Regions from separate parts of the Zea mays genome. Here region 1 is linked to region 2. The links are chromatin contacts, called in public Hi-C maps. All regions are on one chromosome and are shown on one strand. The core of a region is the stretch at or near the end of the contact, and the rest is flanking DNA. Distances in the headings are between cores, read along the strand shown.

Region 1 (6,055 bases), core at 499-2,998, 150 kb before region 2:
GCCAAGCAAATAGAATTGTGAATCTACTGTATAAGATTAAAAGGGCCCCACCCAAAACCCACCTCCCTCGCCTCTTTAGATCGGTGGATAAAAGCTCCTCATTTCCCATTCACGATTCTACAGCACATCCCTTTCACGCTATGCAAATTTGGGGTTTAGATATAACCGATTCCTCATATCCCATCCACAGTCATCATTTTCCACTCGCCAAACACCAACTAAATATCTCTGTGTGCTGATTTTCAGTTAATAAACCAACAACCTATATGATGTGATCTCTAATTCTTTTACCATCTATATAAGTTACAAGATGTAGAAGGAAACATGCGAAGTGCAAAATATAGTAAGTAATCAAGATAGCAAACACGTTCCTTTTAGCATCACAAAAGAAGCAAATAAATCAGGTTATGCAAACAAGGCCTAACCTTTGCCTAACTTTAACCTGCTGTGCTAGCCTCCAGATATCTGAAATCATCAAATGCTTGTATTGATAAGGCATTCAAAAATACACCAGGTGTCCTAATGCAAAATGGACATCAATAATGTGAAAATGTGAGATACTGTGATGGATGTAAATGTATGAAAATGAACTATGTGTTTGGTTTCCTTAAAAACATGGAGTCTAATTTAGCGATACACTAATACTATGAATTAAGACTGCACTGAATTAATAAAAGCAAGGATTGCAAAAAGGCACAATAACACAACCAAGGACTATGAACTTGTTTGTTTGAAATCAGTAGGGTGAAAACAAGAAAAACATCGTATTTTTCTTTCTTTCTCAACTGAAATGGCAGGCAGACGTTTGATCTTAGCGTCACATAAAAACCCATGATATAAAGGCACATAGCAGGATGCTCGTGGGTCTAACTACATATACACAAGTTACTTGTCACAGTCGTGGAAAACCAGCAATCGTTTGAACATCAGATCAGTCTGCATTTGATGCGTCTAATATCATAAAAGATTAGCAGTTCCAACATCTAACAGCTCAGAGTTTGGTATGATCTTTTTTAGTGCACAATACAGAAGCAGTGTAGAATCTAAAGCTGATTCACATCGGGAAATGATAATGCAAGGTGTCAGGAAAAGACTAGCGAGGATAGGAGCTCACGGAACGACATATGGATCTTGATGAGGCGGAACTCTTCCGGCGTGATGCCTCGCTCCCGGTCCGCCGCCGGCACCAGGTCCACGTCCTCGGGGTCCAGCAGCTGCTTGCTGCACATCCCAGCAACAGCAGCCAGGGGCGACACCGCCCTAATCAGCCGCTGAGCTTACCGCGGTCCGCGGAGCCACCAAATCGAGAGGCGCGAACGGGGAGGAGGGGGGCGACGAGGCCGGGGGAGGCTTACCAGTGCGACGACGTCCAGAAGTTGGCGGCCATCGTGGACCCGCGGTCCCGGTGAGCCCTGCGGAGACTCCCGCCGGGCGAATCGGTGGAGGAGGAATCGCCGGCGCCGGCGACTCTCAACAAGATTGAGTGGTAAAGCAGAAGCAGAACCATCAATTGGTCAGGACGACCCAGCCAGCATTATGGGCCGCCTCGGGGAATTCGAAGCCCGCATTGCGCTACTAGGCCTACCAAAAACGTTAGCTAGCTCCCCAAGTTTCGAGTCCTCTGAAAATCCAAAGGTTTCGCAGGGAAGTGGGCCTGGATCAGGCCCGGCGTATTCAGGACCTGTAATCAAGCTTATCTAGTACCACACCTCGGCTCCGTGCTCCCGCCCCCGTTTCCCGCCCACGTCTCCCTCGCCAGATTGCCGTCGTCGCCCCTCCGCCTCCGACCGCGCTCACGACCTGGTCTTCTCCCGTCCTGTCGAGACAACCCAGCCCGCAGAACCGTGCCCGTCCCCCTCCCGAGACTTCCGTCGCGCCTCCCCTCGGCTCAAGATTGTCATCACCCCCAGCCGGCGTCTGGCACCTGCCCCGCTCGCTATTTCTCGGGTCCGCATCCACGGAGACAGTCCCACTCGCGTAGTCGTGTGATTCCCGGATACGCATGCCCGTCGCAAATGCCCCCCTTCGCGCCCGCCGGCCCTCTCGCGATGTCGACCCTAGGGCATCCTCTCCCCCGCCGAGCAGCAGCGACGACGCCGTCTACGCCCATCGCGCGCATCGCCGCGAAGTCTCTCGTCCCGAAACTCCAGCCGAAGGAGAGCGAAGATGCGGAGGAGCTGCAACGGCTACCGCGTCCTACGAAGCAGGTGAGTGACGAACCGTATCTTGCTTCGTCCTATCCATGGATCCTGCATTGTGGTTGGGATGTTGATCTCGGCCTCTCGAGCAGGCGGGAGACAGAAATGTTTCGGCCTTATGTGCAATGCTTGGCTGTGGTGGCTCCCAGATTGAGTTGTGCCTGCGAGTGGTTGCATAGATCAGTTTTGTGTTTGGGTTGTGATGGTGGAGAATTAGAGTGGATACTCCTGATGCCTTCTGTTGTAACTTCATTTCAAATCAATTTTGAACTAACATTGTAGGGGTTCAATGCTTTCTTTTAATCATTTTGTGGCATGTCTGATGTTTTCACAGGTGTACTCATGATCCCTCTGTATCCTACGGGATCATGCCCTCACATCGATGAGTCCTTCAACTGCCACCTCAACGACCTGCCTGACAAAGCTTACGTGAGGCTCCAGTGGCAACCCAGCGGATGTAGAATCCCAAGGTGAGAAAAGTTTACTGCAACAACTACACGTTTTAGTTATTGGCGTGTGACAAAAGCAGTTCTACATTGCTGCTTTTTTTATAGTTCTGTTATTTGTGTTGCTTATGTTAGATTGAACCAAACTGGTATGTTGGAGAGGCTGAGAAGAGACTGGTTTTGTTCCTGATTCGCAAAAGGAGGGTTTGAGAAGTTGAATTACTTATCAAACCTATGGGATGCCTGTCTACATGTCTCGACAGCACCGTTAACCTTGCCTTCGAGATCTACCAACCAAAGCACACTTATGTCTCGCTGCACCACAGCATCATCGTCTAGAAATAACACCTTGTTAAGCTTTAGGAAGATCTCTTGGAGATAGAATCTTAGATGGTTGAGAATTGGCAGTTACTTGGGGTTCCAAAACTTGGGATTTACATCATGCCTAGCATGCCCAGTTCTGAAGTAGTAATCAATCATACACTGGGTTTCCAACTGCTTCAGAACTTGACTGTAGCTTGAATTTAACCATGTAAAGTCTTCAATGTTCTTAATCTAAATAGCAGCTTTACCCAATGGATTAGCCAGGAACCACATTTTCATTGCAACATTGAATTTAACCATGTAAAGTCTTCAATGTTCTTAATCTAAATAGCAGCTTTACCCAATGGATTAGCCAGGAACCACATTTTCATTGCAACATAGTTAAGCCTATTTGTCACAATGTGAATACATGGTTTTTTGGTTTATGCATTAAATATAGCATCGAAAGGTTAGTAGTAAAAAATGATTAAATCGATTAGAATATTCAACATAAAAGAAGGTGGCGTCTTCATTCACAATAATTAACTGAACACTTAATCGGCAACTTAATATCTTTCCGAGGCCAAGTGGTATACCTTAGCATAGACAAGGGTTGAGTTAACAACTGCAGTCGCCAATACATTATCTGAGAACAAGGCATAACGATAGAGTTTGTGGTCTTCCGGGTTCTCCACGTAGGGAAAGTCTTTACTCTTTGAGTTTGTGAAATAGTACTCATTTGTAAGCCACAGTGTAAGGCAATGGAGACCCTTGTGTAGAGATTTTTGCTGCCACTTGTGCTAGGTAGTTAGCTTGCATTTTGTTTGATTCGAGTTGCTGCTCTCATGAGTGAAGGACTGTTTTGAGCCTATTCACGCACGACACTAAAACAACTATCATGAATTTTCATGCACTTCACAAATATTTGCTCTATTGCTCTAATTTTGCTTTAGCGATACATTTTTACACAGATCCAGCAATGCAGAACTTGCTCCAATTGCTGGATTGAGTTGATTGCCATGTCAGATTTCTGCATTTGACTCCTCCAATTCCTTTAAACTGTTTTTCTGCATAAATTACTAGACAAAATAAAGCCCCTGCATTGCCTATCAAAATTTAGATTTACAAATTGAATACAAGAAACATTTAGCATGTGTGCTGTTCTATGGACAAATATTGATGAATAGAGGGAGTACTAAGTAATAATAAAGTGTAAACTTCTATTGATTTGACCACGCCATAATGATGTTTGCGTCAGCCTAACTCGGTTGAGTCTAGAAACTTGCTCTTTTGATACATAGCTTATGACCACAGTTTAGTGCAGAAACTCAGTTTAGTGCAGACACTCAATTTAGTTGTTTTGATGTATTCCCTATATTTCCCTACCCTGCATTTGGTAATTGTTTAGCCCCTCAATTGCCGCAAGATCAATACAGTAATGCCTAACTCAATTTTAGTCTGTACACCACCATGAATAGTGATCCTTGACATGGACATCCATGATAAAATGACTGGAATGAGCTGAATGGCTATGTTGCAGTTCATGTGTGCTAGACTGCTAGCTTGTTTAAAATGGAAAGATTTTTCAATAAATAAAGTGTCATCTTTGTATAGTTGTTTGTGTCGTCTTAGTTTGGCATTGCTATGAAAACTCTTAAAGAGAATAGCAGTGTTGAACATCACCTTTATATAGTTCAGGGTGGCCATAAATGAAATTTGAAAACATAGTCAAATTTGAAAATTCTCTGTAACATACTTTTTTGAAAACATGATTATGCACACCTAACTGCTATTTTTCATGTTCATGTGTGTTTACGATAAACCTTGCTGCTTTGTTTGTGTTATTATTTTTTTGCTTATTTTTGCCATTATATTGTCAGGAAGGTCTGCTCATGCCCATCTCCACGTGCTGCTCCAGTGAGAGCTCGTCACAACACAGGCTGTCGAGGTAAACTTTATCTTAGGTTGTATTTGCATGTTGCTCCTCTTAGACATAAGGACATGATCATAACTCTTATGGGTAAAAAAAGAACTGGATCAAGAGTTCCTAATTTTTTTTTGAAAATGTACAACAGGGGAAGCCCCTGCTGTGGTAGATATTTATTAATATAAAGAAGAAGGCGGAAACTAACTAAAGCACAGGGAAAAGAACCATCTGCTATCTATAGGAATTTACAAGCGAGGAGAAAAGAGTTGATTTCTCTTCAGAAAAGCGGTTAGCTTGCAGAAGAGCTTCAGCGCGGAATTCTTTTTTCCAGCCAATGAAAGATGGTCGTCCCCTGTCAAAGACAAAATTGTTTCTTTGCTTCCAGATTTGCCAAGCTGCTATGATAAAGACCTCCATAAAGAATGGTGAACCGTGGAAGTCACTGGCTTGTTGAAAGGTTGCAAAGAAGTCAAACTGGTGGTTCCACTGAATATTCAGATGTCTCCAACAGTCTTGGCTGAAAGGGCAATTGAAGAACAAATGGAAGGCAGTTTCTTCTCTTTGAAGTTGACAAAGAGCACAGTTGTAGTTGTCGCCTTGAACCTTAAAGTTCTTTCTCTTTAGGATGTTTCTGGTGTTCAGCCTATCCATCAACAGCAGCCAGGTGAAGACTTTAAGCTTGTTTGAACATCTGGACTCCCAGATCCAAAGAAATGGTTTTGGAGGATTCACATTTTTGAAAGTGTAGTGGTAAAGTTTAGTTGATGAGTAGGTGCTATTCCCCCAAATATAACTCCAAGAGTCTTTCTCTTCTGGTTCAATCACTGATTCTCGAATTTGCTGCACTTCATCCAGGAGTTGTTGCAGCTCGGTGTTTGCTTGCTCAGTAAGGGGTAAGTGGAAATTGTCTGTCAAGTTCCCCCGAGTCAAAAAGGAAGCAACCGAAATGCTTTAATTTTTTGCGAAGGTGAAAAGCCTTGGATACTTGTTTCTACGAATGTTGTCATTCCATAAATCATGCCAAAATAGAACAGTTTTACCATCTCCAACCTTACAGTTGGAGATTCCTCTGAAGAGATCACAAAGTTTAAGGACGTCTCTCCACCAAAATGAGCCCATGAACTTGGATGCATGAGGGGTCTTGTCGTCAGAGTAGTAGGTATTCCAAACCAGGTTAACCC
Region 2 (5,658 bases), core at 3,015-5,514:
GCGTCTCTAGTGGACGTCGGAGAGCACGACGTGCGTGGGTGGGGCGCGCCGCGGTGACCGCGCGGACTGTCCTTGCGGGCGCGCCTGCACTGCGCAGTTGTCCAGCTGAGCGCTACTCCTCAACAAAAAAACGATAGACAGACTCACGTCACGCAATGCAGACGGGATCGATCGTTCTGGTCCTGCAGGGTGGGCGGGGCAGGCAGATCAGATGCTTTGTAGCTTTTGAGCACACGATGCTAGGAATACTTTCTCAGTGTTATTGAACGGTCCCCTGCTGGCTGGCTGGCTCATGCGCCCAGCAGCAAACGCCGGCCCATATATATGCTGGTACGTTACGCATGCTTCTGATCTTTTGTCACAATAAGGCCTTGTTCGGTTAGCTTCCAATCCACATGGATTGAGTGGGATTGAGTGGGTTTAAATCTTAACTAAGTCAAACTCTTTCTTAATTTTTTCCAATCCCATCCAATCCATGGGTAACGGGATTAACCGAACAAGGCCTAAAGTGGCACGCTGCTGGCACAGGAGAATGTCACGCATGGAGATATTAGGTCCGGGAAATTAGTAAGTACATTTCTTCACTTTGCCATACCTTACTCTATCTGTGAACTAACCATGCAGTTCAGTCGGTTATTCTTATGCATCGGCAGTTCAGTCGATGAAACAATCAAAGGAAAAGTTACAGGTCTCAAGAGGTTACACAACTACACGTTGTTGATAACCTTTTTCATTTGAAATCGTGTATTGGAGAAATCTGGTCTGGTGTAATCCGAAATCCTTAAGTGGCCGTTTGTTTCTTCCAGAATGAAGGTATGGAACAATTCCTAGCCGGTTTGTTTCTCTAATTTATATAAGTTTTGATCAGTTGGAATGGTTCTTGGTCCATTCCTGGATAAACGAACAAGGTCTAAACGACCTCGGACACGACGAAGGGATTGCCGAAACCAAATCTGTAGGTCTCGAAAAGTTAAAAATTATATGGCTGACAACTGTTTTTTATTTAAATTCATCTGGAATCTTAATTCTACAACTCGTTTTAAAATTAGATGGACATAAAATGGCTAGGACGAAGATACTAACAAATAATGGACACAGATGTCTGCTGACGAATACGCTAAGTCTAAGGTTTGGGTTCGGTCGAGCGTAGGTGCCTTGCATGGGTGGCCACAAAATGTACGTATGTGTTTTCTTGCATGACTTGTAAGTTGTAACGCGTGGTCGATCGTCTGCCTGACTGGTGGAGCCTTTTATGAGATTTTTTTTTTGTTGTTGCCAGTTTTGACTTTTGAGTGAGAAAACTATCAGAACATGTACAACCTAGACATTGCTGCATGGTACTCTAAGTACAAGACACAACTAAAACACAATATAATACAATGGTCATATCTAAAACATGTGTCTTAGCATATTCATTGTACCAATCAGAGCATTCAATAAATTAAAGGGACCAATCAGCTAGTCTTATGTCTCGAACATAGAGCTAAGACACTGTGTCTTCGTCAAAATACATGTCTTGAGTTTTTTTTTACATTCACCCTCATAGACACACTCTAAGATACTCATTGTACATGCCATCACAAGCTCAAGCTCTTCGCTAAGCGTAACCACTGGACACTGCCACACTGGCCAATGGCAACGCCTGCATGCATTCATGCTGCATATATGACTGCGTCGGGCGACGGGCGGTTCGTCGGCTTTGGCTGGGCGTCGCTCTCGGCCACCGACACCCCTGCGGACCGTACAGACACCTAGCCAGCGATGCTCGCTGTTGGGATCGGGATGCGCACGCAGGCGGCCGCCCGCCCCTTGTTGTTCCCATGCGGAAAAGGAGGCGACGACAGTGCAGACTACGTACGTCAATCTTGTACTGTACTATGTCTATACGCGTCGTGGGTCCGGCTGGAGACCTGGCCTTCACATCACTGACAGATAAGGCCCACATTTAATGGTCGGCGTCGGAGTACTAGCGTGCTAGCTACTAGCTAGTACTCCCGCCGGGCGCGCGATTGCTGGCTTCACATTACATCCGATTGGCTCGTTGAGGTCATCACGCTAGCTAGCTCCTTTCTTCCATGCCGCATCGCATGCAAATGGCGATGAGCTATGAATGCCCGTGCCCGTGCGTGCGTGATTCCGGTGAGGAGGTGGGCAGCGAGCCGCTCGCGCCATGCTGCGCACCATCGGTCGATCAGCAGCCCATGCTGGCTGGGTATCCAAGTTGCGAGTGCCCCCTCACCTCACGTGGTGTGGTGCGTGTGGCTTCGCGCGGCGCGGCGCGGCGCCATCACATCTACTACGCCGCTCGCGCTTGCATGCTAGGCGAGGGCGAGGATGCCCGCAGGGAATTTATTTCGTGCGTGCACCCGAGCGGCGCCGACACGACCCGCTTCTCGCTGTACGTCAGGCACACACATATATATATGATCGGTGATCCGGGATTGGTTGACTTCCTGCTGCTGGGCTGATGGCCACGGGGGTGGTCCAGGGATCGGATCGGATCGGATCGTGCCGGGCTGCGAGCAGCGGTTCCCTTGTTCGCGTGGACGTGGACGTGTACATTTTTGCGTTTAGCATTCCTTCCAACCCGTGTACGTACACACGCTGCCGTGCTACTTCCCCTGTTCCGATCCGTACCATACCGGTACGTTACGTACGCGGTGTGGTCTTCAGTCAAACGGGAGAGAGAGCCGGCCGGGCGAAGCAGGCACTACACTGGCTCCGACCCGGCCCGTCCGCACAGCGAACGGAACCGCGCGTCAGACCATACGGCACGCAGGAGCAGGACCAAGAGCCGCGGGACCGTTTGCTGCGCGCAAGTGCCGACGAATCACAGCGCGCGGCGGCTGACTACCGGCCGTGGCTGTTTGGTCGCCGCACACAGGCACCGCCGCCGTGCTGGGCGGATCTCACACATCGTCCTTGCCTCTCCGTCTCCGGCTCCGCGCGCGTCTGCTTTCGTTGTCCTCTCCGGTCTCTCTGCGGACACAACGATTATACATGAAACCTTACCAAGGCAGGCAGGCAGGCAGCGTTCTTCCAGCTAGCCTTGCCAAAGCCAAGCAAGATCGTCACCGTCCTATATATGGCCTTTTCGTCTACGCTCCATCCCTCCATTTCCAAACGGACCGTCGGACCGACGCTTTACCCGTACACAAAAAGAGGCATCAATGCGCCCCTGGCGGGCTGGGCCCATGTAATGTGCCGGCGATGGACCGAGAGCACGTCACATGCTTTATGACAACGATCGATCTTCCAAGCCCCAACCATAAGTCTATGTGGTTTTCATTCAGTGCCACGTGATCTCAATACAGATCAACAACAGAGTCGTTGTAATGTACTTCCTCCGGTTTCCTATTAGTTGTCGTTTAGGACAACGACACGGTCTCCAAAATATAAATTTGACCAATGTTTTTTGTTAAAATACAAATGAACTCTTAATACATTTATACTTTTATAAAAGTACTTTTTATAACAAATTGGCGCATATAAATATTAGGTTCCAAAACTAAATAACAAAATAATTATTTGTAGTCAAAATTTTATAAGTTTGACTCGAACCTTATCCAAAACGAAAACTAATAGGAAATCGGAGGGAATATCTTTTAGCTTGTTTCATAGTTAACTCTATAAGATTCTTCAATTCGATCGGGCATATATCTGCCACCTGTTTTTAGCAAAAACACATGCACTTAATTGTGAACTAAATGAGACAGTATTCTTACGATGAGAGGTCTATATATTTACTCTCTCCGTTTCTTTTTAGTTGTCGCTGGATAGTTCAATTTTGCACTATTCAGCGACAACTAAAACGAGACAGAGGGAGTATCTATCCAGTCCATCACACACATTTGCACAGTGCGGCGCTCAATGCTAAAATAGTAGTAGTAGTGAAGTCTGGCCAATCCATCCATCGGCCAGCCATTGACTCGCCCACAGCACAAAGGTCCGCGCACACGTTTCACACTGCCACAGTGTGGCCTGCCATGGGCGAATGAACTCCGATCCGATGCGATCCTACCGAAAACACTACGTACCTCTTCGTTTACCAAATGACAGCACGCACCAAATTAGGCAGGGAGGTGAGGATCCCAAAATCACAAGCACGCACGCACCGGACGACGAGTGGCCTCCAACCGAAACCAAAAACCACTCGCCCCGCGTGGGCCCTTCTCCTTTTGCTTGCTCCCCTGCTGCGTTTCACTCCCTCTCTTCCCCCGTGGCCCTTTATATCCACACGCTTGCTCTTCTCACTCCCTCCTCAGCTAGCCTGCTTGCTTCGAGCCTAGCTGTCTCCGTCCGTCTAGCTCCAGCTCTCCCTCGAGGCCCGGAACGCGAGGACGACGAAGAGCAGAGCCCCAGGCAGCCACAATGCCGTCGTCGGGGATCACCGCGGTGGACGCGGCCGCCAAGGGGATGAAGCTGGAGCGGTACGCCAGCGGGGGCGCGCTGCTGCTGCGCCGGGCGACCAGCGCCAAGCTCGTGTCCGCGTCGTCGCACCTGCTCTTCCGCGCCACCGTGCTGGCCACGCTCGCGCTCGTCTTCCTCTTCACGCTGCACTACCCGTCCCTCCTCTCGCGCTCCTTCCACCTCTCCGCCGGCGGCGGCGGCGGCGCCGACGACGGCGCGCGCTCCTCCGCCTCGCACCGCAGCCTGCTCATGTCCTCGGCGTCGTACGGGGGCGCCGCGTGGGAGAAGGAGGTGCGGCGGAGCGCCAGGCCGAGCCGGGACGGGGGCATCTCCGTGCTGGTCACCGGCGCCGCGGGCTTCGTGGGCACGCACTGCTCGCTCGCGCTGAGGGCCCGCGGCGACGGCGTCCTGGGCCTCGACAACTTCAACTCCTACTACGACCCGTCGCTGAAGCGCGCGCGCCAGGCGCTGCTGGCCAGCCGCGGCGTCCTGGTGCTCGACGCCGACATCAACGACGCCCCGCTGCTGGAGAGGCTCTTCGACGTGGCGGCGTTCACGCACGTGCTGCACCTGGCCGCGCAGGCCGGGGTGCGGTACGCCATGGAGGCGCCGCAGACGTACGTGGCGTCCAACGTGGCCGGGCTCGTCAGCGTCTTGGAGGTGGCGGCCAAGCACGCCGACCCGCAGCCGGCGGTCGTCTGGGCCTCGTCCTCGTCCGTGTACGGGCTCAACACCGACGCGCCCTTCTCCGAGGACCACCGCACCGACCGCCCGGCGTCGCTGTACGCGGCCACCAAGAAGGCCGGCGAGGCCATCGCGCACGCCTACAACCACATCTACGGGCTCTCCATCACCGGCCTCCGCTTCTTCACCGTGTACGGGCCGTGGGGCCGCCCCGACATGGCCTACTTCTTCTTCGCCCGCAGCATCGTGGCCGGCGAGCCCGTCACGCTGTTCCGCGCCGCCGACGGCTCCGACGCGCGCCGCGACTTCACCTACATCGACGACGTCGTCAAGGGCTGCCTCGGCGCGCTCGACACCGCCGGCAAGAGCACCGGCTCCAGGTCCGGCAGAAAAAGCGGGCCAGCGCCGCTCCGCGTCTACAACCTCGGCAACACCTCCCCCGTGCCCGTCACCCGGATGGTGGCCATCCTCGAGAAGCTGCTGGGCAGGAAGGCCAACAAGCGCGTCGTCACCATGCCCAGCAACGGCGACGTGCCTTTCACCCACGCCAACGTCAGCCACGCC

The links. A called contact is a pair of places that touch in the nucleus more often than the background predicts.
Region 1: a Hi-C map of endosperm shows a contact between it and region 2, with 4 times the contacts expected there. The contact joins the promoter of LOC103632982 here to the promoter of LOC100280936 in region 2. A contact is called at or near these places in 15 of 25 Hi-C or Micro-C datasets (bundle sheath, ear, endosperm and 5 more) and 1 of 3 datasets of contacts at active chromatin or transcription factors (leaf).

Annotation. Positions count from the first base shown.
Region 1 is chr7:142,207,489-142,213,543 of Zm-B73-REFERENCE-NAM-5.0, reverse strand. LOC103632982 (protein trichome birefringence-like 4) reads left to right here and starts at 1,748. Exons shown (of 4, transcript XM_008654685.2): 1 at 1,748-2,207; 2 at 2,533-2,668; 3 at 4,828-4,895; 4 at 5,023-5,695. The coding sequence starts at 2,003. The coding sequence ends at 5,054. LOC100193909 reads right to left here and starts at 1,484. Exons shown (of 7, transcript NM_001138981.1): 1 at 1,356-1,484; 2 at 426-1,221. The coding sequence starts at 499.
Region 2 is chr7:142,058,166-142,063,823 of Zm-B73-REFERENCE-NAM-5.0, reverse strand. LOC100280936 (protein capI) reads left to right here and starts at 4,264. Exons shown (of 1, transcript NM_001153856.2): 1 at 4,264-5,658. The coding sequence starts at 4,372.